Linked DNA regions of Anser cygnoides: region 2 is linked to region 1. A link is a contact called in public Hi-C data. All regions are on one chromosome and are shown on one strand. The core of a region is the stretch at or near the end of the contact, and the rest is flanking DNA. Distances in the headings are between cores, read along the strand shown.

Region 1 (3,567 bases), core at 658-3,157:
TGTCTTCCTGTATGTTTAACCAGTGCCTAGAAGAGTGTGGATGTAATTCTGAACTGAGTACCACAACCATAAAAGTAAGCAGCCATTGCTTACACAGCTGTAATGCTAGCTGCACAGAGCCATAGATTAGCTTTTGGTCCCGAGATCTCTGGAGGTGAACTTTTATTCAGTGACTTCACCCAATGCTGGTGGCAAATAGTTTCTCCATTGATTTTATATGCCCTTTCGTCTGATTAGTTTCTTCCACAGAAGATATGGGAGAAACCCCATTGCATGTGGAGGGCCACAGACTGGATTTTAGTCTCTGTTGGGATGTTGGATACCAACACCAGTAAGTCAGCCCTGGTTTATATCGCTATTTTCACAGATTTTCTCCTAAGCTTTCATCTTTCCATTTAGTCCTCAGCAAGAAATGTAGCAGAGAAATCAGCATCTCTGATCTAAGGCCAATGAAGAAGCGATTTGAGCCAAACTTTTCTATGCTTATTTCTTTGGAAACTGTCTATGTCATGTATTTCTGAGAGATTCCTGATTCTTCAGCAAAAAACATGAGTAACAATATTTAAAGAGCATCCAGTCATGCTCTCTGAATTATCTCTGAGGCTTATAAAGACCAAAAATAGTTACCATAGTCCTCCTGATTTTGGTGAAGCTATTCTGACTTGTACCAGCTAAAAGTCTCAGGTTCTCACTGCAAACTTCAGTAACCAAATTTCAACAACCTATTTTTCTTTGTGTGCACGTGCAGTTTGGTGTGTTTCAAGGGGGCTGCACAGTAACCTCCAATTTCACACACAGCAAGGGTTCTTCGTCAGCATAGCTCTGGTGCTGTCTGAAATGCTGGAGCAAAGGCAATGCCTTGCTTGGATGACTGCTTTTGCTTATGCAGTCACTGCGTTTGCATACGCAACAGTGGCAGCTTGGAGATGAATACTTGTTTTGCAAGAGCCAAAGCCAGTGTGTGCAGGCAGGTTTGTGTAAGCCCTTACATAGGGGTAAGGAACAAAGATCACTTGAAAGTTCTTGTCCTTGTAAATACATTGTCTACTTTGAGAACAGATTAGAATTAAGAGCATGCAAACTGTACCAGTGCTAATAACTGACAAATGATGCACTTTGTCATCACGAACCTGATCCTTGAAGATGGATCTTCATGGCTCTGCACTCCTCATGGTGATTCACCCACTGCTTTTTTTTGTTATCTGATTTTACACGATTTTCCTCACCCATAAATAGCACTTAGTAAGCAGGGGAGGTTCAGCAAAGAAAGACGACTTGTTCTTGTTTACGTTTTTTTCCTGCCCATTTAAGACTTCTCTCCAAATCTGGCATTTCAACATCGCTGTTAGCACAGGCAAGCCAGGCAGAGCAGTGTTTACTCCCTGGTTTCACAGCTCCCGAATCAGGACCAAAGGCAGCATCAGGGTCACAGTTTTCATGATCCACAGCCTGACCCCGCTGAAACCTTTGTCAAGCATGTGAAAGCCTCCTGTGAGATCTGCCAACTGGAAGACAGAATCAAAATGTTTTCCTAAACCCAGCCAAAACCTTGAATACCGAGTGTGGTGGATTCATTCTGGCAGACGTTAGAACACCCCTCCCTGCAAATTCAGACCGTCTGTAAAGGAGAATGGGTGTGTTTTCAGGTACTTACCTTCGACTCAAACATTGGAGGCAGGTCTCAAACACAGGTACAAATAGATGCTGTAAACTGCTGATGCCAAATACACAGTCACTTCCCAGCACCCTCCCCACTGACATCTATCTTATGTCATGTTTCTGATTGTTCAGACTGAGGCTTCAGGAACCTGCATGTTCACGGGTTTTATTTATTTGGTTGTGCACTTATGTCCTTGGTAAATCAAGCGAATGTCAGGTCTGTTCTAAGGAAGTGAGAATGTTGTTACAGAGTTTTCATTCAGTATCTCTGACCTACTTTACAGCTGTGGCATAATTAATTTAGATTATTTATTCTGAGTCACCATGTGTAGAAAAGCCCTTTAGAGAACTAGGCTCCCCTTAAAGTAGCCCTGAGTATATATATATATACACCTGACTTTACCGATTTACCACCAAGTAAGCCCAAAGCCAATGAAGGCAGAAAGCTTTGCTGCTGGAAATTCCCCAGTTGCTGCATCATGAATGCAGCCTCCTGATTCCCTTTTTCTCAGGCAGGCTGAAACAGTATTTCAGCGCTCTCAGCTGTTTCCATGAATATGCTTATTATTTAAATTGCACATGCAAGCCCAGAAGTTGTTGTTAGGATGGACATGGATCTCCTTGCACAAACAAAATGCACTCGGCCTCGCGGTTTTCCAGATGTGAAAGCAGGAGGTGTTAGCTTTAGCCACATGAGTCAATGTGGTCCAGCTCTTACCTCACTAACATTTTACATATTAAATGATGCAGAAGGGGTTGCAGGGCACTCAAAAATAGCCTCCATGTGATTTTGAATCTTCATACCTCTGCACAAACCCACGATATAAGATCTTGACCTCTCAAACCCTTGGTGCTGACATCAAGAAACCTGGCCCTAGAAAATGATGAGTAAATACAGTATTTATGCTTTCTAGTTAGCCTTTGGCAATCAACCCAGCTTTCTCAGGAGAGAGGTAAACGCATTTGCAGACAAATGGTTAACAGGATCCCATTCCTCTCTGCTGACCCAGTCACATGCAAGTTTGAAGTGCAGAATAAACAGAAAGGATTTAAAATGCAAAATGACACACTAAGAAATATGGCACCTGTCACCTCACAGATAAGGGTCTTAGGTGATTTAAGGGTTGACTGAACTGTTCAGTGTCTCTGAACTCCTTTTGCTGGCCATGGGATGCCTAAATTGGTGAATGAGTATTTTGCATGCTCCTGCCTGCCTCACCATCAGTGTTTCAGTGGAAAACTTGTCTGGGCAGGACCACAAGGACTTTGTACACATGTTGCATGAAAACGTGTTTGTTTCAGGTAAGGGGATATTGGCTCTATGCTGTCATTCCTGCGTCCCTTCCAACCAGCCAAGAATGACACTTTCCTCCAGGGAAAAACAAAATGTGAAGAAAAGGAGCACCAGAAGGCACTTAGCCCTTCCAGCAGTGTATGGAAACTCAAAATAATGCAAAAAGTGGTCCCCTCCCTCACCTATGCACGCCTGGGAATGGTAGAAAATGTACAAAAAGAAAATAATGGCAAGGGGTGAAGCATCACAGCAGGAAGAAGGACTGAAAGGTGCTGTTAGGAAAAAAGAGAAAGAGTGAAGAACTTAAAGATCTGCTAGATTAGCACCTTGAATTAAGTTCTGCTAGAGGGCTGATGTGTAAGGTTTCATAGGCCAACAATTGCCAGGGATGTGTGTACATCCCCAGATGTCATCAGAGCACACTATTCATAATGCCTCAAAGATGAGTGTCTTACTGGATTCAGGGATGAATTTGGGAATCTGTCTTTTTAAGTTGACCTGAACTCTCTTCCTCGGGAAGGACATGGGACATGAGAGCAGGCGGGGGGCGGGACACGGGACAGAGGTGCTGGCAGAGATGTGCCCTGCAAGAAAGCCTGGATGTTGGAACTTGC
Region 2 (3,588 bases), core at 667-3,166, 90 kb after region 1:
AGAGCTTTCATTTGTAAGAAGACCCTTAGGAAAACGTTTGCCAGGAAAGAACTATTCTAAGAAGTTTCTCTAGGTAAGACCAGAAACATGATAAAATGAGGTTCTGAAGGGCAAAGCACAAAAGAAAGTGGAGGAGAGAGAGTAAGGGGAAGGAAAGGAGTTCAGGTGGTCAGGGGTGTGCTTATAAAATACAAATGGAACCAGCACACAAAGATCCATACCAAGAGGAAAAGGCCAGTGGCCTTGCTGAGAAACTTGCATTTTGGCAGGGTGGAGGTGGGGCTTTGTCACACTTCACAGCCCTGACTTGACCTAGGCTGACTGACAGTGTGTCTTTCCCAACCACCAATGTTAAATTAATGGTTTAATTTAGTTTATATGGCCTTTATTCTCTACTGAACATTCATTTCTTCCCATGTAACACAATGGCATCATGTCAAAAGGTTTCAGCCTCAAACATGAACCAATCCACATTTTGATTGTCCATCACCTCTTGTCCAACCTTTGGCAGGGGGGTTGGCATGAAATGATCTTTGAGGTCCTTTCCAATCCAGGCCATTCTATGATTCTATCACTGGAGCTTCCATTTCCCTCCCAGTGGGGTGGCCGCCTTCCCTGCAGTGCCCAGGAGGGCAGGGCCAGGGGCCACATCTTGGAACTGCCGCATTTTACAGAAGACAGCCTGGAGCACACAGAAGATGCCCCGGAGCATGCAGAAGACATCCTGGAGTATGCAGGAGATGTCCCGGAACATGCAGAAGATGTCCTGGAGCACGCAGAAGACATGATATAGCACGCGGAAGATGTCCTGGAGCACACAGAAGACATCCGAGAGCATGTAGGAGATGTGCTGGAGGATGCAGAAGACATTACGGAGCATGCAGAAGATGTTCTGGAACATGCAGATGCCCCAGAGCAAGTAGAAGACATCCTGTAGCACGTGGAAGATGTCCTGGAGCACGCAGAAGACGTCCGAGAGCATGTAGGAGATGTCCCGGAGGATGCAGAAGACATTACGGAGCATGCAGAAGATGTTCTGGAACATGCAGAAGATGTTCCGGAGCACGTAGATGTCCTGGAGCACAGAGAGACCTGAGCAGTTGCCTAACTAAAGATCCAGAGAGCACAGTAGCTGGGGGAGTGGGGCTGGGGCAGCTTTAATCATCCCCAAAATGCAGGACGGTGATGTGCACCGTGCTGAATTCAGTGTTTGAGACAGTCTCTGGGCAAAACAACGCTTCTGAGGCTCCACTCTCTATTCCAGACATAGTATAACATAGTATAATAGTTACTAACTAATAAATCAATAAATACAAACCAGCTAGTCAATATTCACACCGTGTGCAGCTGTGACGGTTTATACTAAAATGACTGCCTTTAACATGCACTGGCAGCATCTCCCTGGGACTGCAGAGGTGTGGGGGGGCCAGGGCTCCTCAGCAGCTAGAGCTGAGGCTGAAGCGGCACCGGGCAGTAAGGCTGGGTCTCCTCCAATGCAGCTCCACAGCCGGAGCTGGGCCCCAGCAGCCCTGGGGCCCAGCTCCCAAATCCCACCACCCTGCTCCCCATGGAGTGACCCACCGGCCTCCAATTTCCTCCTTCACTTCCCCAACCAAGCCATGTCTCACCATTGAGCCGGCAACGGACAGAAACAGCCAGAAAACAAGGCTGTGCAGTGCAGTCCAGCAAACAGACGAGGCGTTTCCTCTCCCGGGTCGAGCCTGTCTTGCTCCAAAAGTCCCCAGCGTATGCAGTCCGTGGCACCCATACTTTTACAGGGGAAGGAAGCCGAGCTGGGGGCCGGGTGAGGAGGCTGTCGCCGCCCCGTGGGGCTGCACGTGATTCAGGGTGGACTTTGCCCTCCCCTGAGCGCAGGCACAGAAGAGCGTCAGTGCCTTGGGGACACACTGCCAGCGATGGGGATGGACGAGGTGGGCAGGGAGGATCTGGGAAGCCTCCACGGCATCCCCTTCTACAAGTCCTTCATAGAGGGCTGGCCGCAGGTGGAGGCTTTCCAAGCCCGGCATGATGACCTGCTGATCGCCACCTACCCCAAGTCAGGTGAGTGGACCTAGGGGGGATGGGGACGCTGCCGGGGCGCCTGCAGCCCCTGAGACACTGCCCTGTGCCACAGGCACGACGTGGCTGAGTGAGATCCTGGACATGATCTACCATGACGGTGACGTGGAGAAGTGCCGGCGGGATGCCATCTTCAACCGGGTGCCCTTCCTAGAGATGAAGGCCCCCAAGATACCAAGCGGTGAGTGGCCGAGGGCTGTAGGGGGAAGGGGTCGAGCTGGGGCACGGGTGGGGGTGTCAGAGCAGGGGGCTCATCCCACTGATCTCCCCTCCTGCAGGTGTCGACCTGCTGGAGAAAACCCCATCCCCGCGGCTGGTGAAGACCCACCTGCCAGTCCAGCTCCTCCCGGCCTCCTTCCAGGAGAAGGACTGCAAGGTAATGCTATGGGGCTGCCCCTGACCTTTCTCCCCAGCAGGGCAGTAGGGAGGGGGCACTGTTCCTGTTCCCTCAACCACAGCTTCGGTTGTCCCCAGGTAATCTACATGGCCCGCAACCCCAAGGACGTTGTTATCTCCTACTACTACTTCTACCAGATGGCCAAGATACACCCTGACCCTGGCACGCTGGCTGAGTTCCTGGAGACCTTCATGAATGGAAAAGGTGGGGGCTGAATGCTTGGGCTCCCACAAAAATGCTGGTGGGGAGGGCGTCCTCCTCCTTGCCACTTTTCGGCTAACCCAACCCACATCCCACAGTGGCCTACGGGTCCTGGTATGAGCATGTGAGAGGCTGGTGGGAGAAGAGGCAGGAGAAACGGCTCCTCTACCTCTTCTACGAGGACATGAAGAAGGTAAGGTGGGCTGGAGAGAGGGGTGCCTGCACCTGCCCTGGCTGCCCCCCCCCCCCCCCATTTCTAGGGGGAGCACCAGCACTGAGCATCCCTGCCCCTGCCACCCCACAGGACCCACGGCGTGAGGTGCAGAAGATCTTGCAGTTCCTGGGCAAGGAGGTGCCAGAGGAGACAGTGGCGAGGATCCTCCACCACACCTCCTTCCAGGAGATGAAGAAGAACCCCGCCGCTAACTATGAGACCATGCCCTCCTCGCTGATGGACCACAGCCTCTCCCCTTTCATGCGGAAAGGTAGGTTTCGGCCAGTGATCCTGGGTCAGTGGGGAGGGTGGGTCCCAGGCCCTACCTCAGCCCAGATAGCAGATGTTTGCGGGGGCCAGATTTTGCCCCACGTGCTTTCTCACCTCCCTACCCCCAAAGGCATCTCCGGAGACTGGAAGAACCACTTCACCGTGGCGCAGAATGAGTGCTTTGACCGGCACTACCAGCAGCACATGGCGGGCTCAGAACTCTGCTTCCAGACGGAGGTGTGAGGGACGCCCACCCCCGGGGCACTGCCTGCCCCCTGCGCTTCCCAGGGGTCCCTGCCCTGATGGGGAGCCAGCACCGGATTCCTGCAGCCCGGAGCTCGCCGGACATTTTTCTTCCCATAATAAATTGCAATAGCCAGAGGTTGAGCATTCATCTGTGATGAAGGGCAAGGGCAGAACCTGACGC

Evidence for each region. Hi-C and Micro-C count contacts between places; a contact is called where the count stands out from the background.
Region 2: a Hi-C map of liver shows a contact between it and region 1, with 5 times the contacts expected there. The contact joins the promoter of LOC106043981 here to the enhancer-like site in region 1. A contact is called at or near these places in 2 of 7 Hi-C or Micro-C datasets (both in liver).

Annotation. Positions count from the first base shown.
Region 1 is chr4:65,050,039-65,053,605 of Taihu_goose_T2T_genome, forward strand. All of the region lies in intron 2 of LOC106043994 (a long non-coding RNA gene), which reads left to right. Among named protein-coding and RNA genes, the nearest start is that of GC, 20 kb to the right of the region's middle. Within about 2 kb of position 1,908, at least 1 of the 3 cell types and tissues checked has open chromatin away from gene starts, as enhancers often do. A contact at or near this core is called in liver, where this site is marked.
Region 2 is chr4:65,139,870-65,143,457 of Taihu_goose_T2T_genome, forward strand. LOC106043981 (sulfotransferase 1 family member D1-like) reads left to right here and starts at 1,917. Exons shown (of 7, transcript XM_048073552.2): 1 at 1,917-2,061; 2 at 2,135-2,260; 3 at 2,358-2,455; 4 at 2,554-2,680; 5 at 2,776-2,870; 6 at 2,982-3,162; 7 at 3,292-3,542. The coding sequence starts at 1,917. The coding sequence ends at 3,404.